Linked DNA regions of Mus musculus: all the other regions are linked to region 3. Evidence: chromatin contacts called from public Hi-C and promoter capture Hi-C data. All regions are on one chromosome and are shown on one strand. The core of a region is the stretch at or near the end of the contact, and the rest is flanking DNA. Distances in the headings are between cores, read along the strand shown.

What was found. Promoter capture Hi-C pulls out the DNA fragments that hold promoters and counts their contacts. A called contact is a pair of places that touch in the nucleus more often than the background predicts.
Region 1: a promoter capture Hi-C map of hippocampal neurons shows a contact between it and region 3, with 3 times the contacts expected there. The contact joins the promoter of Fam110c here to the promoter of Sntg2 in region 3. A contact is called at or near these places in 2 of 39 promoter capture datasets (hippocampal neurons and liver).
Region 2: a contact with region 3 is called in a Hi-C map of rod photoreceptor, with 10 times the contacts expected there. The contact joins the enhancer-like site here to the promoter of Sntg2 in region 3. A contact is called at or near these places in 1 of 39 promoter capture datasets (hippocampal neurons), 3 of 484 Hi-C or Micro-C datasets (LSK cells and rod photoreceptor), 1 of 115 datasets of contacts at active chromatin or transcription factors (astrocytes) and 1 of 9 other capture datasets (adipose tissue).
Region 4: a contact with region 3 is called in a promoter capture Hi-C map of hippocampal neurons, with 4 times the contacts expected there. The contact joins the promoter of Lamb1 here to the promoter of Sntg2 in region 3.

What each region holds. Positions count from the first base shown.
Region 1 is chr12:31,072,458-31,077,580 of GRCm38.p6, reverse strand. Fam110c (family with sequence similarity 110, member C) reads right to left here and starts at 3,613. Exons shown (of 2, transcript NM_027828.2): 1 at 2,259-3,613. The coding sequence starts at 3,540. The coding sequence ends at 2,275. It overlaps Gm32443 (a long non-coding RNA gene), which reads left to right. Exons shown (of 9, transcript XR_381422.3): 8 at 232-459; 9 at 610-953.
Region 2 is chr12:30,923,962-30,929,772 of GRCm38.p6, reverse strand. Sh3yl1 (Sh3 domain YSC-like 1) reads right to left here. Exons shown (of 10, transcript NM_013709.5): 3 at 4,896-5,009; 4 at 2,899-2,963. Among named protein-coding and RNA genes, the nearest start is that of Sh3yl1, 15 kb to the right of the region's middle. Within about 2 kb of position 4,157, at least 2 of the 459 cell types and tissues checked have an H3K27ac peak or open chromatin away from gene starts, as enhancers often do. A contact at or near this core is called in rod photoreceptor, where this site is marked.
Region 3 is chr12:30,369,964-30,375,627 of GRCm38.p6, reverse strand. It overlaps Sntg2 (syntrophin, gamma 2), which reads left to right and starts at 2,253. Exons shown (of 17, transcript NM_172951.3): 1 at 2,253-2,470. The coding sequence starts at 2,399.
Region 4 is chr12:31,260,798-31,266,766 of GRCm38.p6, reverse strand. It overlaps Lamb1 (laminin B1), which reads right to left and starts at 1,474. Exons shown (of 33, transcript NM_008482.3): 1 at 1,166-1,474; 2 at 1-76. The coding sequence starts at 1,202. It overlaps Gm32899 (a long non-coding RNA gene), which reads left to right and starts at 1,675. Exons shown (of 2, transcript XR_381427.4): 1 at 1,675-1,757.

The DNA of each region.
Region 1 (5,123 bases), core at 2,364-4,863, 700 kb before region 3:
GGTTCAAACTTTCCAGTGCTGCCACCCTTTAGTACGGTTTGTCCCCCAAAGGGGGCATGGGCCACAGGTTGAGAGACTCTGATATAAATGGTATTTATATTCTTTCACTCATAATTCCACCCTTGTTCATCTCAATGCTCTGTAACTTTTATAAAACCCCACTTCAACACAAATGCAAACTAGAAGAAAACCTGACCTTACAGATTTTGATTTTTGATTCTGTATCTTCAGATACCCTAGGAACTGAGTTAGAACTGCGTGGGCGTGCTCTGCTCTGCTGTACGCTTTGGTGCTGCCCACTAGGACTTGCTCTTTCTGGAGAACACAGAGTCTGGAGGAAGCGCAGAGAGCTCAGATCTTGCCCGGGATTGTCACTTCATGGTCCCAGTGTTCCAGACACCTCTGCAGTGCTTACATAGCACAGACTGCTTCGTGGGTGAAGCAGAGTAAAGTTATGAGGTAAACTTCCTGTGGCGACTGCCAGAAGCCTTGAGAAGATCTGGGCAACTATCTCCTGGGTTTTATTTCAGCTTATTTCTATGTCATTGTGTTACCTCACCATTATTTATATTCCAAACAGGTAATTCTTCTCTTGTGTTTCGCTCGCAGACTAAAAGTATACAGATATTTGATGACACGGAAAGTAAAATACAGAAGATGAGCACTCTCTTGCTGTGGCTTTGCCCTTTTTAAAAAATATAGACAAAGCAAGTCAGCCCTAATATGTGTGCATCAGGACCTCCAAAACCTGTGACATCACATAGGTGGGACCTACAGACCTGTTACCAAGACAACAGCTACCATGTTCCCAGAATCCACTTGGCTTTCCTCCCACCTTTACCTATGTTACTTCATTATCTATACATATAAGGGGAATGCCCCTCCCCCCCTTTTTCCCCTTCTCTTTCTGCTGCCCCTCCCCTACCCCACCTCTCCCAATAAACCTCTTACATATGGAACTGTTTGGGCCCTGTGTGCTGTGTTCAGACGCGAGCCGCTATTTTAACACATCAAGCCCTTTGCTGGTTCCCTCTCTCTATGCCACAATGCCCACAGTGACACCATGACACACCCTTGCCATCATGCACATATCTCAGATTCAAGGACAATTTTGTGCAAATACAAATTGATATAGGTTTTTGGTTTTTGTTGTCCTCTTTATTATTATCATCTGTACACATTCCCTGGGGATGTGTACTAACGTAACATGCAAATCTTCAATACATTATAAGAAAGAACCTGAATTTAAGAAAAGTTAACTCACCCCTCCTTACTATTTTTACATCTGTATAAAGGGCCACTAAACAGTACTTTAAGGATTTCTGTTGTTCTTAAACACAGGTTGCTGAGTCTATGCATCTTGGGGGGCTGTCCCCTGAGATTCACATTCTAGTGAGGTCTCTTCTGTTAGTATTTATCTCAATGCCAGAAAACGTAATGATTTTTAAAAACTTTTTCATAGTAACTTGCTCTCAAAGGCAGAATGGGGAAAAAAAGCCATTGAAATGTTTAAATGCTTTGTTCTTAAGGATACTCATATAAAAGTGTCTCCTCTTTTTTACTCCAAAGGAACATTCATAACAAATTAGAAGGAGGGAGGGTGGGCAGCCTTCCCTCTTTATTACAGGCTGAGGATAGAGGAGTCTATGGTTAAATCCTGGACCAGGTGCTTATACTGTGTACTATCGCCAGTGGAAAAACAAACAAACAAACAAACAAACAAACACAGTCACAGCAGTTTACACTGGAATGCAGTCTAGATCAGAGCCTTCAGTCAAAACAATTCAAATGCAGCTATTTTCATACTAAAGAAATATTAAGGTCTCAACACTTCAAAGCCTGAGGAAGGAGAGCGCCTGGAGTGTTTCTTACTGCTGAAAGTGAGACATCAGGGCGTACCAGGGGCCAAGGATGTCCTGAGGACATCAGGAAGACCCAGCAGGAGACAGTCCAGGTGCGTAGCGGCCTAAAGCTCAGAAGCTACCTACTTTCAAAACGGGAAATGGCCGCAGTGTAAAACTGCAGCCAGGAAGTATTTTTGTACTTCAGGTTTCTTCCATTTTAACTACAATAAGGCGGCAGGGAGAGAGTTAACTTAATGACCTTTCCGGGCACTCAGATTCAACACTAGGAGGGCACATGGGTGCCTTCATTCCGTAGGAGCTATACATTAACCATGAGCTGCGATTGGCCAGCACCCAGCTTAGCCAGCAGCACGCATAAACACAAACCCCACCTTCCAGCTTCCTGGCACTCACCTGGATCAGATGTCAATCAGGCAGGTCCCTGTAATTTCTGGCTGGGGGTTTCTTTGGCCTTCTTGCAGGTAAACAGCCACTTTATGATACGGGCGTTCCTTTCTACTACCGAGGTGGTGCTAGGCACCTGCTCCAGGAGTTCCTCTTCTTGCAACCCGTCCTCGCTGTGCCTGGAAAAGCTACTATCAGAAGCAGCCATGCTCACGCTACGCACTTTGAGTGTAACACAGTCGGATCCAGCAGAAAAGTTCTCCCTCCCGAGAGCCTCCACTACGTCAGGGTCCAGGCCACAATACTTGAAGAAGGTGTCGGACTCAGCCTTGGCTATCGAGTAGCGGGAGCTGAGATCTGACTGAGAGCGCTGCAATCCTTTGCTACGCGACACCCGCAGCTGCACACCGGAGCATCCGACAGGAACCCTGGGAGCCACTTCAAAAGGCAAGGCTGGGGACTTCACAGCTACTACAGGGGTTGGAGGTGGTAACATAGAGGCTGGTCTGGTGGCTGCTGCCTGGCTCGACTTAGTCCAAGTGGCCTCTGTTTCCTTCGTCGTCTTATCTTCATTCGCCACCCTGGTCTTCTCAGCTGGGGACTTCACGGCTACAACAGGGGTTGGAGGTGGTAACATAGAGGCTGGTCTGGCGGCTGCTGCCTGGCTCGACTTAGTCCAAGTGGCCTCTGTTTCCTTCGTCGTCTTATCTTCATTCGCCACCCTGGTCTTCTCAGCTGGGGACTTCACGGCTACAACAGGGGTTGGAGGTGGTAACATAGAGGCTGGTCTGGCGGCTGCTGCCTGGCTCGACTTAGTCCAAGTGGCCTCTGTTTCCTTCGTCGTCTTATCCTCATCCGCCACCCTGGTCGTCTCAGGGGCCACTGCCATTTTGTCCTTGCCAGACCCCTGGAAAAACTTCTTCATCAGTCCCACTCTGGAACAGTCTGCATCTGACCCTCGTACGAATTCACATTTCTGCCGATAGATGACCAACGAATCAGGTCTCAGAGGCTTTCGAGCGATAGCCCTGCGTGCTACAGGAGCTGGGGCAAGAGCCGAAGGGATCGGGTTGCGGTGCTGCACCCCTGGGGCCTCAGGGACCCTGTGTTCAGATACAGGACCCCGGCTAGATCCCAGCGTGCTGCGAACATACTTGGCGCGGTCCGCTGCCAGTCTCTCCACAGCGCTCTTGTTCGCTGGCCGCGGGGTGAGAGTGTCCTCCGCTGCCCTGGGGTCCCCGAGAGGTGGCCGCATTCTAGCAAGCGAGTCCAGGGTCGGCAGGGCGCGCATTCTTGCAGGACTCGAACCCACCAGGCTGGTGTCCAGTAGAGACTACTTAAGTTCCGGCGCCACCCTGCCCGAGTCCGTTCCGAAGTCCGCAAGGGGTGGGGAAACACGCCCTACGGCCCCTCCGCCCAGATCCGGAGTTGGGGCGAGCCAGAGTGGCTGGGAAAGGTGAATCATTCCGGCGCCAGCTGGCTCCTCCCACCCAGGACTTGAACCTCCTACACCTGCTGTCCCCGCCCCTTACCTTTTGGTTTCCCGGGCACGAACCCACAACCCCACCCCCAGCCTCCTGTCAGGTGCCCTATCTCTTGTTTCCTACTTACTACATCCAAACATCCCTTGTCTCCAGCCAATACTCGCAAATCTTCTCCTCTGTCTTACCGTCCCCCGACCCCACACTCCCTCTTCTGGAAGGTGGGGAAGTTTCACAAGGTGAGGCTGCGAGGGACCAAGCCTGCTTGCTCAGCGCCAGGCATCTCAGGCTTCCTTCTAGCTTTCAGAGTCTTTGAGGTCTTTCTTTACTGGGGGCTCAAGAGTCCAGAGATAAGGGTCAGAAAGAAGCGCTCCGCCCAGCCCCCCCGCATCCACCTTTACACATACACACAAACAATATGTCCTTTTAATTCTTAAAGTGACCTCATTACATTTGGAAATTTTCCGTTTTATTTCTGTAGTTTTTTTTGTACGATTTGGAGGAAATAGGGTACGAAAGAAAACATTTACCATGTCAAGATTAGTGTGGGCTGACAGAACCCAAGAACCACCTGAGACCCGACTTAAATCCACAAGTCATTGGCTGGTGCCACAAGTCTCATTACCATATTGTTGTTGTTATTATTATTAAGAAAAACCCTAACACCTGTAAGAATCAACCCTGGTGATTAGAAAACCTAGGGCTTGCCAACAAGGGAAATCAGCCCAAGATTGTAGAAAGCTTAAGAAGATATTTCCAAAATTCCATCGATCATAGAGTTGGACAGAAGACTGAAAGTATCTGCCAGACAAGTGAAATGCTCACGTTATCTCCTTTGTGGGGGCGGTCTTGGGTCTTGGGTCGTGCTGACCAGTCCAAGCTGCAGTTAAATGCTCTGGACATACAGTTGCAGGGTTTAGTCCAATTCTTTCTGGAAAAGAGCTTTGAGTGCCATTGTACCACAGGAGGGGTAGAGAAGCCTTCCTAAAAAGAGAGGCGCATAGCAAGTGTGTTTAGTGAGCCACGGGAGAACCACGTGGGGACCCAAGTCAGCCGAAAGTCAGAAAGTCAGACTGTCCACATAGTCTGGTTGGAAATGAGGAAATGAGATACCTTTTTTTTTTCCTTGTTGGAAATTGGGTCGGTACTCAATAACTTATGAGGGTCAGAGAGAAATAAAGAGAATATAAGACAGAAGACCCAGAGAATGAGTACCTAGAATGGGTTACTTTCTCCCATGGAGTCAAGAAGGCCTACACACCACGTCTGGCATCTATGTCAGAGGAAGCAGCCCTCCCACTTGAGGGAATCCTTGTTGTGACTCCTGGCAAAGGCAGCTATGAAGGGACTGTAAGCACCTATGCCCTTCTTATGTCTGAACTTGGCATCACCA
Region 2 (5,811 bases), core at 2,908-5,407, 550 kb before region 3:
TCCTACAAAGTCTCTGTTCTGGGTCAGGTGGCCACAGACTCTGTGATAGGGAAGAGAACAGAACAGCCTAAGGAAAAGGCATTGTGTGCTCAAGAACATCTGAGAGATTAACTATTTGCAGATTGTGGTTACTATTATTCACCAAAGGTGCTGATAACAATGGGATGCTCATACATGGAAGGGATTAAAGGGACTCTGTCTAAAATCTTTCACATAACATCCCAGCATCACAGTCAGCTACATTCTCTTGGATGCTATAAACACCAATTTATCATACATGCTATAAAAATCAAAAAACTATCTTGTATTTTCTCCAGGGTTTATTTGGAAACTTATAAGGCCTAATGGTTTTATAAGTATGTACACAGGTAGTATCAATTTATTACATTACTTCATGTGTATAATTTAGATTAAACTTTTTTTTTTTTTTACTAATATGATATTGTGCAATGTATTTTAAACCAAATAGCCACCTGCTTGAAATAATCACAGCTAGGCTTACAATATTCATATTCCCCCTGGAAAGGAGAAGATAGGTAAGGTCCTTGAACCTGCACATTGGTATCCAGTCCCTCCTCTCAGTAGTTGTACACAATCAGGCCCTAATTCCATAAGGCCTCAGGGTTTTCCAGGGAACTAGGAAGTACAGGTTAGGAAAACTAAGACTAAGTGGCAGCATTGGGGGCAGTGTGCACCTGTGCAGCTACAGGGAAACTGTTCTAGGCAGTAGGTGAAGACTACAGCGAGAATCTACCACTTAACTCCCCTTCTCTCTAGGAAAAAAATTTCTTACAGCAAATGGTAAATTTGTGTGTTATTGTTGCGGCTCCTAGTATTTAATTTTTTAATTGTCTAATCAAGGGTATTTATACGTAAAGGTTAAGATGGCTGGATGTTTTTATGACTCAGAGGAAAAATATGACTTGTCATCTAAATCTACAACGGCAGATGTTTAGCTTGCTGATTAGTTTCACCTTATTTCTTATATGGTCTTTTTTACAAATAATGTTCACCCATTCAAGGTCATTGGTTTCTCTAGAGCTCTTACTGAGGTGTAAGTGCACTTTCTCAGGGTCAGGGAGACAACCAAAAAAGTTACAGAAGATACAAATTTGAGGTTCTATCTCTGAAAATAGAATAAATGACATTAATAAAGATGGGGACAGATCCATAAAAGTTCAAAGCCCCATACAGCAGATCTAAATATATTGTATAGGGATTCTGGAGAAGCAGTGGAGAAGAAAATAACAATTACTGTATACTCAGCATCTCCCAAACTCACATGTGAGGACTGTGTAAACAGAGTAACGCTGTCCTTAAGCCTGTTGGCCGAACAGTACGGTATCTACAGTGAATGGTACAGTATCTGCAGGGAATAGTACAGTATCTGCAGTGAACAGTATCTGCAGTGAACAGTACAGTATCTGCAGTGAACAGTATGGTATCTGCAGTGAACAGTACGGTATCTGCAGCCCAGTTCACCTGGTCATGCATGACCTTGACGCTGGACTGCAATTCTCCTTCTCCTGAGAAAGCTAATCCCAGGGATTTCCCACCGACAGCAATAGGAACAGGCTTTCCCTTACTCTACATGGAATTCCTGGGGAACCGTCAATTATTTAGTACCTATATTTTAGGGCATCTGTTTCAAAAGCACTTTAAAAGAAGCAATAAAAATACTAAAGACAGTATTTAAGATGCAATAAGTAACTCTAGGTAATAATTCAAAACTACATTTAAAAAACTAATAATTATCTTTTTTGGATGTTAATGAAATAAATTCCAGAACTAATTTTATACTACCATCAATATAAGCTTCGTGATCCAAACTTTGTAAATGGTAAAATTAAAAAAATTATAACATATTATTCTAAGAGCTTTTTATGCATGTCAGTCTATTTGATTATTAGTATAAGCTAAATGAAGGCCATCTCCATCTCTATGTTGTAGACGAAGAGAGTTCCTTTCAACATCACACAGCAGGTGGGTGCTCTGGCTAGAATTTGAGCCACTGCCACCCTCCCCCATAGAGTAGTTCACCCAGTAACCCATGTTGCTTTGAAAACAATAAAGTATAACTTTAATGAGATGTTTGTTTAATGTCCTCATGTTTCATTATATTTCCTTTTTTAAGGCAATTAAACTGGAAAAAATTCTCAATTTCTAAAGAGTGATCTTTGAAGGTCTTTAGTTTTTTTGAAATTTAAGTTACCTATTACTACTTAGTCTCTCAACACGTTCAAAACAAATGACATCTTATCTGATGCTCAAAGCAGGCTCACGTGGAGTTGGGGCAATCAGACGGCATAGGGACTATAGAAATGGCAGGGTGTAAAAAGACGATTGGGAATTGTGGAATAAGAGATGGAGACTGGAAATAAGGAGTGGGATCAAACGAAGAGGGCTGGGGACATCAGAACTGGAAGTCCGGGGAGCTTATCTGAGGAAAGGAATGGCCAGGAGAAGGCACCAGAGGCCATGGCTGCTGGGAGCAGTACTTCTAAGGTTCCACAGTGGATTCTACTGTCTACACTGCTGGTGAGAAGCAGAACTCAAACATTCTGTGTTTATGTTGTCTTGGATGTATACAACAGTTAATACAGAAGGCAAAAGACAGATAAATTTACATTAAGGGAAGGAAGGAGGTAAGAGGAGAGGAGAGGAGGGGAGGGAAGAGGGGAAGGGAATGGGGGAGAGGGGAGGAGAGGGGAGGGGAGAGGGGAGGAGAGGGGAGGGGAGAGGGGAGGAGAGGGGAGGGGAGAGGGGAGGGGAGGGGAGGGAAACAATCTGATTTCTTCTGTAAGAAGCAAAATAAGGTCATTCTGGAGCCTCCACCCCACCATGCTGAGCCTGGGCTACCTTTAGGGATTGTGACAACGGTGTAGACAGCCCACTTACCTCTATTCCTATTTCAAATCCTCCACCAAGCCCAGCTATCCCAATGGCTGAAGGTGCAGACCATTCTGACAAAAAACAAGAACATTTGAATATATAAAATGTGTCATATAAATATTAAGTAAAGGAATACTTATTTTTTAAAAGACTCTTGAATCTTATACTTTAAAATCATGTCAAAATTAAATGTTTTTAAAAAGATACTAAGTATTCACCAAGAATGTCACACTTACAAACTCATGTAACGCACGCTTTCCCTAATGGCTCACATATGCCTAAACTATGATCGAATTATCCACTTAACATAATACAACAGTAAGAATTTTAACTATCAATATTTTTTAAAGCTTAACTGCCCACGTAAGGTCACAATGGTGTCAGACATAAGAGATCAAGATTCAAGAGTGTTTCAATGACTCCTGGGGGCAGGGACTGGTAATATAACTCTAAACTGTTGCTGTCATATATTGTTTTGGCACCTCTTGTGCAAAAGAAGTTTCCTTTATATTTGTAATCTAAGCACAATATTTCTATTTGGAGTTTAAAAACTGATATGCACTTATTTTTTCTGGATAGAAACAAATGAAGAAAAACTCCTTTTAGCTTGGTGTTGAGAGTGTTTATCTCTAAACGATGCTTCTATGCTGACCTCCCTTTGCTGGGGACTCACCCTAGAGAAGTATTATTGAAGGATACTTCTGGAACTAACCTGCTGGTCTTGGAAGAGATTGGATTACAGAATTAGTGCCTAGTAATCCTGAAGCTGCTTTTCAGTCCTGTGCCTGGCAATGCCTACCTTACTGGCCTGTTCTCTGGGATCAGAAACTCGCCTTGCCCTTTTTTGGGCAGCCTTTCTGTTAGTTTCAGCAGGTGGGTAGCTGTTTTTTTCTGGAAGATGGGGGAAGGAAACTCAGCCTTTGAAAACAATAGGGAGATGCAGTGTGGTGGAGAGCAGGAATAGAAAGGTTGGTAGAGACAGCCCCTTAGGTTTAAGCAGCAAGTGTCTGTTGTGGATAGCATGGATCTGTAGAACCTCCGGGAGGGTCCAGCCCGCCACTGCGTTTGCTGTCACTGCTGAGACCTCTGCCCTTGAGCATCTGGGTAACAGTTCATAGAAAGAGCTTCGTATTTTCTAACTTTAAAGATTTAGGATTTTAACTGAATTGATTGAGCTGAACTGAAAGGATTACATGGTGAGAGTTTTTATTAAAGGGCCTATAGAAGGAAAGTGACTGGGTACAGCACTGGAGTTATGCTGTACTCCAGTACCAAAGGCAACCCTGAACTATGAAAAGCAGACCCTAACTGTGGGAAGATAACCCTGCTGGCTCTGGGGACACCTGCAGGAAACGACGAATCCAAATAAAGGGATAAAGGACGTGTTTATCAACACCCGTACTTATGACCTGAAGGTATAAATGATAAATTAGTTATTGACAGTGCAAGGTGTCTCCTTACATGAACAACAACACAGGTCAAACTGAAAAGGCACTTTAGTTGGTTCTGACATGTGACTATGTTTTTAAATACTAGTATAAGGCTCTCAAGGTTCATAGCAAAGATAGCAAATGCATTTTGAATTTGTCTCATAAAGATCAAATTACAGTTTTTAGTCCAAAAAAAATGTAACAATGCTTTCAACATGACTGCTGGCAGGAGGCAGGAGGCCTTCCTATGTCTTACAGAGAAACCAAGATGGCATTCATGCACAGAGGAAATGTGCTTTTCCATGGAACTGAGAAGTAAGAACTCCTATTTAATAAATGTGTGTAGTATTCAAGAAAGCGTTCTAATGGAAGGCCTACAAAATGTAATGGAACAGTCAGATACGCCTTGAGTAATGACCTAGCAATAATCTAAGGCCAGCTTCCCTGCTCTTCCTGACACATACTGCATGCTTTAGAAGAAGCACAGGTGGCATTCACACTGGTCATACTCCCTATGAGACCAGACAGATGCAGAACACAGAAGATGTTAGGTCTCTTCAAGTATCAACTTACTTCCATCCGGAAGACGCGCCAGGACAATCCCACTGCCTCCCCTGGCTGTGACCAGAAACCCGGCTTTAATCACAGACAAAACTGCAAGACCTTTAGCTTTTGCAATCACGTGGGCTGCAAACAAACAAAATAGCAATGACTAAAAGACAGCTTGTGACAGAGCTTTGATTTCAAAGATACATAGCTGAATTCTTTACTTATTACTATGAAAATTCAGTGATTTGCTATTTCAAAGGTTATTTTAAAACTCATAATCTGTTTGAACTACCATTTTATACTGAAATTCTCATTTATGTATAAAACTAACGTATTCATATTTCAGAGTTCATGACATAAAATGAGATTTTAAGTGAATGTGCCCACTAAAGGAACAACCTCACCACAATGTGAATTTGCTTACATAATAGCTTATTTTTCACACTTATGTTTCAGCCTTTCAAAGACATCACTGGAAGGCAGTTTAAGCCCAGGCGTGGTAGTACACACCTTTAATTCTAGTACTTAGAAGGTAGAAGCAAGAGGATATTTGAGAGTTCCAGGCTAGCCTGGTATACATAGTGAATTCCAAGCTAACCTGGGTTAGTGGAGCCCTGTATCCAAACCAAACCAAACCAAACCAAACCAAACCAAACCAAACCAAACCAACCAACCAAAAAACCCCACACATATACACAAAAGGTTTATAAATTCCTCTACACAGTGTGAAATTTCTAATTCTACAATGATAAAAGAGTCCTGTAAACCATTGTAAATCATGTCCCCAGAGCATAGCAAGGACAGGACACACATAACTTTCGGAACCTTCCTGTGTGGGAGGTAGAGGACAAGGGTACCTTCCTGTGCACCAGAAATTGAGGACACCTCTCCTTTGAAGGTTTGCTTTTATTTTTATTTTATGTATATGTGTGAGTGCATG
Region 3 (5,664 bases), core at 1,004-3,503:
TATCTACTACACCCAGAAGCACAGAAACACATCCCAGGAACAATTCCTTGTTTTGAAGAAACTGAGGTTGCCAGTCTCTTGTCTTATTTTCTTTGTGGTGCTCCCACAAGCACCCAGACTTCTCCTCACAGGAGACTCCATTCCTGGACTGCATTCTGACATCTGAGCATGTTAGTGAGGGAGTTTCCATATTGATTTAAGTGAGGTGGGAAGACCCGCTCTGAATGCGGCTTGCATCAGTGCACGCCGTGGAGTCGTGGACTGAATAAAAGGGAGCAATTTACTTGAGCACCGAGTATTCATCTCTTCCTTCTTCCCGACTGTAGGTGCAATGCACCAGCTTCACCCGGTTCTCAGTGCCGTGGCTTTCCTGTCACCATGGCTGTGTGAGACATTTACAGTGTTTCTGCTAACTGGAGGTAATAGTTAAGGAGACAGTGACTCACTTTGGGGAACATTCCGGAAACAACTCTACTTGCACCATGGAAACTTCTGAGTCAAACTGTAGGAAATTCACACCACATAGGCCTGCTCAGATTTTTTTTTTTTGGATGGTCAGTGTTTTACTGTTAACTTTTGTGAACTGGATCCCCACTGTTTTGGAAATGAAGTAGCAGAACTCTTACGAGCAACCCTAGCTCTTGATGCACAAAATCTGAGAAATTACAATTCAAGCCTGAACTGTATAGTTTCCCAAGGCAGCCCCGGTGCACGTCACCTATCCTGAATCAAGAAACAGAATGAGTACAGACAGGGCTCCAATGAGCACCAAGAAAGACACAGAATTCACCAAATTAATGATTAGCTTAGGTTTCAGCAAAGGATGCCCAAGTCGTTTTCTACTTGCAAAATTTGAACTAATATGCAGTCTACCAACTCTAACATGATGAATAACTACATGCTTGTCTCTCCTTCAGACTATGGGATGAGTCTTCCCTTTGTAAGAAGTCTATCTTTAGAGCTCTGATTTCTCAGAGATTGAACCCATCTACTTTGCAAGACGCAACCTCAAATGAGTTGCATGACCTCATTCTTATGCTAGGTTTTTCTACAAACAAAAATTGCTAAACATTTTTTTATCCAGTCATCTAAGGCTCGCTTTTTATACTGGGAAAGCATAAAAAGATGGTCATAACCCTCTTTGTCCATGAACCAAAGCCGCAGAATTGTAGGCAGGTGCTAAATAAGACTTGGGAATGTGGAAAGCTTTGCTCCTGTACTGCTGGGTCACAAGCCCAGGGCTGCTCAGGTTTTAGCTGTGCATGGTTTGTTTGTCCATTGTGGGCCATGAAAACCCCACATTAGACTGCCAGTCTTTCCTAATAGTGCAGCAGTAAAGATAAGCATCGCGGGGTGCTGTCCACTGGCACATACATGCCTGTGAGTGATGGGGCTGAGGTATAAGACCTGAAGAGGGAGGAAAATATGTTTGCTTTTTAGTTAAGTATTGGCAACCCTTGGGTGAGGGTGCAGACAGGCATAGACTTTTAGCCCAGACTAATTTTTATTTACATTTATACTAGTATGATATGAATCTATAAAACCCAATATCACTTTTATGACATTTCTTTTGTTACAAATTTGGTCAAATAAGAGACGTTCTTAACTGGGACTGGTGACTAAGCTGGAGCCCTTTGTGGGAGGCAGAGTGAAATTAGGGGTACAGATCCCAAGCTGCCCTCAGATGGGAACTGGAGCCTAAGCAGATGCCAAGAGAGGAAAAGACAGACATACAGGAATGGAGACCACTGAGGCTGAAGGACTTAGTATGTTCATATGCTCTCATTTTTCCCAGAAAGTGGGTCCTTAGGGTAGCCAGTCTAGGCTACTGTGTGGAAGTCCGGAGACACCAAAAGGACCCAAGGCTGTTGTCAGGACAAAGTACCACTACACTCAGAATCTAAGAAGCTTTGCCAGCAGAAGTGGCTACAGTGAAGGTATCACCAGAATCCACTGGTAATAGCTTCCTGGTCCCCCATGACCCAGGTGCCCGGTTAGCCTTCCAACCCTAAGGGATGCGCGCATCTGAGCTTGTTTCAGCTTTCTACTTTGCTGACCGAGGTGGGGGAAGTGATGGTCTCAGCAAGGAGGTGGCAACCAGCTCACAAACCAGTTCACCCCTCACTGACAGGAGGTGGAAGGGCAGAGCTGATGGGCGGGGTTACCGGGCATGAGGCGTGGCTTGATGGTAATGGGCGGGGCTTGGTGGGCGGTGAGCAGAGTAGTAGGGGCCGGGCTGCTGGGAGGTGGGCGGGGTTCCGTGCCTGCCCTGCTTGCTAGCGCAGTGGCTGCTGGCTCTGTCCGCCCCAGCCCGTCCACAGAGGGGCGCGGGCGCCGTGCTGGCGCTGGACTTAGGAGCTCCGGAGCCCGAAGCGCACGCCTAGCCGCGTGGGCGGCGATGAGCGCCGAGGGATCGCAGTCCCTGGCCGCCCCCCGCGGGCGTCCTAGTCACCTACTGGTGCCCGCGCGGGTGAGTGGGGTCCCCTGGAGGCCCTCTTCCTCAACCTCTGAGTCCCTTCAGTCTCCCTGCCTACCCTCCTCTCCCAGCGCCTCCTCCTTTCTTGAGTCCTTGTATCCCCCTTTCCGGGTGGCTCTTGTGGGCGGGGGTTGGCTCTGGGCCCTGGGCATAGTGGATAACACTAGCCCCTGGGCACCGCAATCTTGTCTTCCTTGCCTCACAGTTACAGCGTGCAGGTTTTTATTTTCTTATCTTTAACATCTGGGTCATGGGGCACAGGTGCTTTCCTTTACAGCGTGGTAACTAAGGCTTCCAGACCATGGGGTTTGGGCTCTGTCCAGTATTTCTTCCAAGGAGTGGTCTCTCTGGTCGTAGGCAGGGCTCTGGCAGCCACTCAGGCACTATGCAGGGCTTCTTGTTGTCCCCTTGATGAGGTGTGGTGCCAACTGCCTCTGTCTATCGCTTGGGCCACCAGCTCAGTATCGCCCAGAAACCAAGAGAATGCTGATGGGCCAACTTTGCAACATGTTTTTAAAAGTCTATTCTAGGTCCTACCCACCCACCCCCCTATTTTTAAAAGAAACGAAACTATTGATTGACAAAACCCTGAAATGTTGATTTAAACAAAAACGGAAAGTTCTTGGAAACCTTCAAGTTGCCACCCACACAGCTCAGCCAAGTGTTCTGGAGAGGGTGCAAGCCAGCAGCTGTTTATCATGGCCTTAGGAAGCTGTGTGCGTGTGTCCTGGGGTGCAGTCACGCCTCCTTTTTAACTTTGCTCAAGAGCCCAAGCCTTCAGCACTACAGGAGAATAAGGTCCTTTTAGGGTAACAAAGGTTTCTAAGACTGTAGGCTGGAGTGGCTGCTAACTGTCCAGTCACAAGGCTTCAGAAATAGCTAGTGCACAGTGGTATGTTTAATGTGTCAAGACCAGTGTATCTGCTTTGCAAACTGAACCATCCTACAGAGTCCCTCAACATCGTCCACATTTTGGGTGGAATGTGGTGGGATTTGGGTTTTTTGTTTGTTTTAATTATTTTTTAATACTTTGTAATGTGAGTAGTTACCCAAGTACAGCAGATGGGACTCATACCTTAGGAAATCCACTTAGATTACCTGGAAATAGAAGAAAGCAAGTGCCACTGGCTCTCTGGTGTATATCTCTCAGGACTTGAATAGAATGTCCTCCCACAGTGCATTTTGGGAATGTTCTTGCAACAAGTCTTGTTAGTAACGGTTACCATTAGAGGAAGACTTGAAGTGATTTGTTTTACTTTGAACCTCTCCGTGAGTTTTGGCAGACTTCAGTTTTAAGTGCATGCATGACACAGAAGTCTTCAAATAAGCTTGTTGAGCTCCACGTCAATCACTAAGTCGCAAGACAGTCCCAAGACCCGTTCAGCATCTTATGTGTCACGGGAACCTTGATGATGTGAGATGGCCCATCAGAACTGGACTTGAAGGGAACTGTTTGCAGTAATGTAGTGCTAAACTCCATTGTGTTGAGGTTCGGGGTTGTATTTAAAGTAAATCTGCCAAGATTGACACTTGCACATTCTCAGAATCCGAGGATTGTGTTACCTGCAGTTCATGCTGCAGTACTTGAACCTCTGATGAATGGTGTCTAACAAATCCCAGGAGCATAGACACCTTTGAAGAATTCTGCAGTTTCTTAACAATTACTGTGCATAACATTACTGAGCTTTGCAATGCCTAGCTATGCCATCGTTTCAGTTCACAGAATTTAGAGCATTTACTTAGAAAAATAATTATACTGGATCTAATGTAGTCTGACTTTTTTTCTCTCTGGCGTCAAAAGTATAATTATTCACTATAATGGCTGCTTGTTTGAATACTAGCAATTGGGCCAGATTTGGTGTCTCACACACATTTTCTGAGTTAGGCCATTTCCTAAAGTTCTGTTCTGAGAACCAACCATTCCATAGACTGAGAGTCTGCAGTTCTTAGCAGGACTTGTGTTTACTGTGTAATTTTTTTTTTATTTTTAAGTGGTCACCCTTCAATGCACAGCAGTGTGAACTGGTAAGCTGTAAATTCATAGGATGATCTACCCTGCCCATGGGAAGGTGCAGAGATTTCTAGTCGTTTTGAAGGCACGCTTCGTAAGGGAATCTCTTAGCCATTTTTTTTTTCCAGAGCCGCTGTTACTGCAGAGATAAGTTAAGCAGACACTGTAGGATCCCAATACTCCCCCTTGTTTCCTGCTCCTGTTACGTGCGTCCTTATTTCTTTCAGACACTTTTGATCTCACCAATAGAATTTCTTTTGGTGCCTGTGACATCATAGGCCAATCCCATGTATTTTAAAACAAGGAGTTACTTGATTTTTACCAGGAGACAACATGCCTCATGGTGAACATGTAAACAGGATCTAATTTAGAAACCTGAATTTACTTGTTAAAAATATCAGAAATTAAATTTGTCCCTTTTTTCTGAAATATATGTAACAACTTCTCATATCTACTTATCTGTATAGTTTTTGGTTGTAATCTAGACATATATTCCAGGATGGCTCGTACAACACACTTTTGAGAAGCCAGAGAAGGTGGCATTGAGGCACAGGATGAGGGGGGCACTGTTGAATCCAGACCCCTTGTTATTAAATGATTTCCTTCCTTCCTTCTCCCTTGTGCTGTGCTGTGCTAGTACCCAGGGCTTGCACTGTACTTACAGTATAAAGAGAAACTCACTGGTTAGCATTGGAGAAAATTAGCAACCCTCGCTGGGGAAGCCCACTTACCCCCTTCTCACCTGTAAACTCTCCAGAGCAATTCTTATTGGTCACTTGCATTCTGACACCAGTCACCCTTAGCAATCAACTGTCATTTAGAAATGACAATGTACATATGACATATTTCAGTGTAGTACGTTATGATGCTACGATATATGCATACATTATGTACACATCTAGGTAGTATGGTTCTCAGAAACTGGCTATTCAGTTAGACTGAGCGATTTCGTTGTATAAGATGAAAAAAAAAGAAGGTTTCTAAAGGCCTTCTAAGGAAAAGACATTAACAATTTCATGGAAAAGGCACTTGGGTTTTGTACTGGTGAGTGTTTCCCTTGTGGTCCAATAACCGCTGCTGCCCTGAGCTCACATAGGTTTGGAAAAGTTGCATTGCTTTCTGCCAACAGGAGGTGGCGCTGAATCCTCGGCCTTCCTGGAGTCCCATTCAGCCTGTG
Region 4 (5,969 bases), core at 225-2,724, 890 kb before region 3:
GCAGGGTAGCAGCTGCCTTCTGCGCAGCCATAGCTGAACTCCGGTTCCTGAGCGCACACTCGGGTGCCCCATAGGGCTACAGAAAAGAAAAGCAACAAGGTTAGGAAGAAAGAAAAAAAAAAAAAGCAACCGACAAGCCAGGGCAAAAGAAAACAGCAGGAGGGGCAGACAGAGAGGATTAAAAAGAAAGGAGACTACATAGAAAAAACACGGTGGAGAGATAGGCGCAGAAAAGGCCTGGAAAGCTGGGACAAGGAAAAGACAGAAGGATGAAAGAAAAAAAAAAGACTCAGAATCGTCATTAGGTTTGACTAGCAGTCAGCTGAGCGCAGCACCCAGAAAATACAACTGACTTTTTTGTCTACTCTGATCTACCCCTCTATGAAAGGTGGACAGAGTGATCCGGTCACTTCGAAGTGCCTGGACCAGGGCGCAGTGAGGTTGACCCTGCCAAGCGCTGCACACCCGCTAATGAAAACCCGCGTGCACATGGCAGTGCGCGCATCCTCGGTGTGAGTGTGGTTAGTCTGGGGGCGGGGGGGGGGCACAAAAATATGTCCGCGTGCACGCGCCAGGGTCACCGGCGATTGCGCCGGGTGAGGCACCGCGTTTGCCACAGAAGCCCTGAGCTAGAGACGACTGGTGTGTCTCTGTAGTGGCTTCAACGCTTCGCCATTCCAGCAAAGCACCCGGCCCAACTGTTCATGGTGCCACCCCGAGACAAACAAGGATGGTTAATTAAAGCCACATGGCTCCAATCTGTTCCCAAGTCGAAGCCTGCTCTGGGCCCCGACACTTTTGTGCGTAATTGGTTTTTCCAGGACCCTCCGCAGTCTGCCCAGCCACAGCAGGGAGCCTGCCTTCCGCAGTGGGGAAACAGCGTTTAACTGGTAAAAGGTGCAAAGCCCTGGAGCGATCACCTCGGAAACCTGCAGGAGCGCGAGCTCTGTGCGCAGAACCCAGTGGATGCGGGTCCGCGGAGCTCCGCGTGCGCGGTCCCTGGCCACCACCGAAGCGAGAGCGGTGGCGATCTCACGGCGTCATTTCCAACCACTCTCTCTCCCCCGATCCCCCAAAACTGCCTTCAAAGCGGGGGCAAACCGGTTTGGGGGTTTTCTTCCCTAATGCCGGAGCACACCCCTCCCCCCAACCCTTACTGAGTTACCTAGGACACCAAAGGCGAACACCTGGAGCAGCCCCATGTCCAGTCCTCGCAGACGAGGGGACGCGGCACGGGAAGGAGGACGCAGCAGGCAAGCTGCCTGTCTTTTCTTCGGGTCTTCCTTTCTGGAGAGGTAGCGGGGAGAAAAGGCAAATGTTGGGAGAGAGGAGAGGGGCCCTTCCATTTCCTGCCGCTCCCACGGAAGCGGGGGCTGGGCCCAGGAAGGGGGTCAAGTCGCTTAACTACTTTGTTCTCCTCACCCGGCTGGGCGAGCGCTCAACCCGCTCCTGGCAGCCCACCGGCCCAAAGAAGGGAATTAGAAAGTTTCGCCTAGGGAGGAACCGAGGGAGGCGTCTCTGCTCATGCGCACATGGAGAGCGGGGGCGGAGGGGGCGGAGGACAGCAAGTTGGCTAGGGGTGGGGGTTGAGGTCCAGGTCCCACCTCCCCAGGCGCCTCTTTTGTTTTAAGGCAGCGTCTGCTGAAGCTGTAGGGCATTGGTACTTGAGTTCCCAGCGTGGGCTGGCGGGTCCGTTTCTGGGCGCGCTTCCCAAGTGGAGCAAGCTGGGGAGGGATGCGTCGGGGCTGGTCCCGGAGGTAGGTGTGTAGATCGGCCGGCAAAGGGGGCCGGTAGGACCTACCGCGGACTTATACATTTACGTTTATAAGAAGTGAGTCACGAAATGTGCCCAAGGCTAGGAACTCTGGCAACTAGCGCTAGAGGGAGGTGAGCTAGGTTAAGCCCTTAGAAAAAGGGTCAACCTGTCTGGCTCTTAGGAACTTGAGCTCCTATAAGCATCCTTACACCACGACTCAGGATCAAAGAGCTAGAGCTTTGCGTGGGTGGGTGCTACATGTGTGGTGTCTTCCTATTTCATAGGAAGGACACCAGTGGCTGCACATTCTTTGCGCACGAATTTATTCGGGACGTACCTATAATCTCTGGTACCCAGGGGGTTATAGCTCTGAATTCTCTTCTGTTAAAATATACACAAAATAACCTGTGTTACCTGATCCCGGGTAATTTCTTGAATTCCTTTTCCCACTTCACGGTGGAAGGGTTGACACAGCCAGGAAGTTGGAGATTTTTGATGAGACACCCTTCTCCACACTACAAACAGAATCCTGCAACCACCTTAAGCACGCAGGGAGGGGAAATGGGGGGGTGCTCTAAGGAAGCCTCTCATAGCGCTTCAAGGTTAAGTGGGGGTAAACAGAAGGTCTCTGTCACTGGGGAAACCTTAGAAAGGAAAAAGAGCTTGGGGACCACAGACCCCAAACCTTTGTAAGAGCCCAACTTGTCTGCCTTAAGTGTTCCTTAGTCTGACCCTGGAATGAGGGAGCTTAAGTCAGCTGTTAGACTAGTCAGGTGTGATTGCTTTCCAGCCATCACAAGGAGAAGGGATTAAGCGGCTGATTGGTCAGTTTTTAACTCAGCTGAAACGAAATTGGGCCTAGGGAAGTTTATAATCATTAGACCATAGAGTTCGCTGTTCTTGGAGTTTAGAAACCTGTGTTAATTATTCTCCAAATCAGCCCTTGCCCCGATGCAGTTTCTCCAGTATTTGGCCCCGCAGATGCTTGGGATTCCCAACGGCTGGCTGCACAGCCTGCAGGGATTGAGAGTACCCTACAGTCGAAAGGGTTTCATTCTGCAATGGGTGTCTAATAATATAATGCCAACCTATGCTCCTTGCTCAACCTTTAGGGCCATGAACTAAAGTTTTATATTGGTTTACATCTACCCAAGTTGCAGGTGACATTCAACTCCTCTTTTCTTCCTTCCTTCCTTCCTTCCTTTCTTTAACACTTTGGTGGTTTTTTTTTTTTAAAGATTTATTTATTTTATGTATATGAGTGCATTGTTGCTATCTTCAGGCACACCAGAAGAGGGCATTGGATCCCATTACAGATGGTTGTGAGCCACCATGTGGTTGTTGGGAATTGAACTCATGACCTCTGGAAGGGCAGTCAGTGCTCTTAACCACAATGCCATCTCTCCAGCCCACAACTCCTCTTTTCTGAGACTGGCTTTTGCTACAGTAGCAGACAAGTCCTGCTGGCCCCCTGCCCCTGGTCAGTGAACTCTCTCTTTATAAAGGGTCAGCCACCTTCAACACTCTCAAGAGACTGGCTGCTTTCCTGACCACCTCGCTCACAGGAACCAACACTACTAAAAACAAAAACTAAATAAGGGTTTTTGCGCTTGCGTGTGACGCATGTGCGTGGGGGCCATCGGTTGACATCTGGTATCTTTCTCCGTTATCCTCCTTATTTATTGAGACAGTGTCTCGTTGAATCTGGAGCTCACTGAGCCCACCTCAGACTTGCCTCCTCTTCTCTGCTAAGAGCAACATGCTCATATAAAAAGCTGCTGGATCTCTTTCATCTTAACTAGCCGTGAAAGGAGCCCTGGAGCACCGTGCAGCCCCTGTCTTCCATTCCTTCCTCTCTGTAGCCCAGGCTCTTGTCCTTAGGGTTTCTGCTTCCTCACAGCTCCACCTCTGCCCCACCACAATCCTGCCTGCTTCCATCTCTACCATGGCTCTTAGCTTGTTCAGCTGAATGCAGTGCAGTGCAGTGCAGTGTACACACACACACACACACACACACACTCACACACCCACGCCATGGTCCTCTTTGTCCCTGTAGGGACATATGCTTCAAATGACCACACCCTCCCTCTTTGAGACTCCTCCGTCCGGGCGCCCAGGACACAATTCGGATGCTTCTCCCAGGATTTGACCTTTTCTATTTCTCTTTGCCATCTCTGATCCGGTAAACACCAGTGTTCCCCAAGGTCATATCTTCTCTATTTGCCTCCATTCACACACGGTCATCCACATCCAGGGGCTCCACCAACTGCCCTTGTCCTCCTCTCTGTCCACATCTGTATCCTTTATCTGACTCAGAACTTTCTAACAGGCCACCAAGTGGCTCCACTTTGCTTATGAACAGGCACGTAAAATTGATGCACAACCGAGCTCATCCTTCCACCCACCCTCAGACAACAAGATGAGTTAACTGTCATTTGGAGTATTGGTGCCGTGGTTCACCCCTTACCTAGAAAGCCGGGGACTTTCATGTGTCCTGGTGTGATTAGCAGGGAAACAAACTTGGAACTCCGTTATTGTTAATAATGACAGTGACAGCAGAGGGTATAAATAACATGTCAATGAAGCCAGCCCAGCTCGCAAATCATGGATACATCTCCTTCAGCAACTCCTTTGACCTGACCATGAGGTCCTGCTCTGATTTCCTAGCATCTAGCTGCCTCCCCAGCCCCCCACCCCCAGCCCTGGCATTCTTATTTCCAGATCCTGTCCTCTCCAGTTAGCTCCTCCCCAGGACTCTCAGGAGTCTTCAGAATCATAGCCTTCATCATATCATTCTCTTGTTTAAAAGCTATAGTGTGTGTCCTCATGACTACTCATGTGCCCTCTATGGTGACGGAGTTGCACGTCCACTTGGCTTTTTGCACAGCCTTTCCCTCTTCCAGCATTAAGCCAGATGCAGTGTTTGTGACCCAATGCTCCAACTATGTGCTTATGCGCTTATCTCTCCCAGGAGACAATGAAGCAAGGACAAGCACCACATTTTCCCCCACCCACCCAGACACTGGCCAGCACACCACCAGGTCCACCAGAGAGGTGCTCAGTAAGCAGGGTTTGAATCAAAGTTAAGACTAGTCTCTGTTGTAAAAACATCCTTAATTCATATATGTCTAGTTACCTACTATGAATTTGTTTCTAGTAGGAGGACGTCCCTGCCCTATTGAGTTCATTTTAGGAATACTTTCGAATTTTACACATGAACAAATTCTTGCAGCTTAATAAAGTATATACAACTTCATTTTTTTTTTCCTGAAAATGTTGCAAGTTTGGGAGGAGTGGCTATCTTGGTAATCAGCCTGCTCAGGGCTTCACTCTGGCCAGCTACACTTTCATTCATACCCACCCTGGAGAACTCTCCGATTTGGAATGGGCAGGTGGGATTGCAGATTATTGCCTATTATGTCTGAGAAAATATGGGGCAGGTATCTCCTGGAGGCACGTATTATTCCCACTTGAAACACTTCCACCCAGAACCACTTTCCAGGTCATCTCATTTCCCAGGATTTAAATGCCAAGTGTGCATCATCTTACATTCTGATGAACAGTGAGGCAGCGAGGACTTTGCATTCAAGGCTTTGATCTTTAGATCGGAGAACCTGACTATTTACATAAGCTTGTTCTTTAGAAAAGTATTTGGATTTTGGCTACTTTGAAAATTAGATTGAAGTGTATTTCTGGAGATTCAGAATTGAACCCCCCTCCTTACACACACACACACACTGTGTAGCCCTGGCTGTCCTGGAACTCACTTTGTAGACCAGGCTGGCCTCCGACTCAGAAATCCGCCTGCCTCTGCCTCCCGAGTGCTGGGATTAAAGGTGTGCGCCACCACCGCTCGGCTCTTAAGTCTTATATGTCTGCTTTTACAAGAAAATAATATGAATAATACCACTTTAGCTGATTAAGGGAAAAAACAAAACCAACACTACCTGACTTAGTTCATTGCAGGAATACCAGATTTCACATACAAACCAGTTCTTGTGTATTGTGCTCCTACAACTTCCTCAGTTCCTGAATGTGTTGCTGCTTTGGAAGGCAAGAGTTGGGTGTCTCAGAGTACCTTTGTGCATACCCCTTAAAGTGTTTTGAATAAGAATGGCTTCCATAGACTTAAGCATTTGAACCCTGGGTCCCCAGTTGATCCTGTCGGGAGAAGTTTTGAAAGTATGGTCTTGCAGGAGCAAATATATCTCTT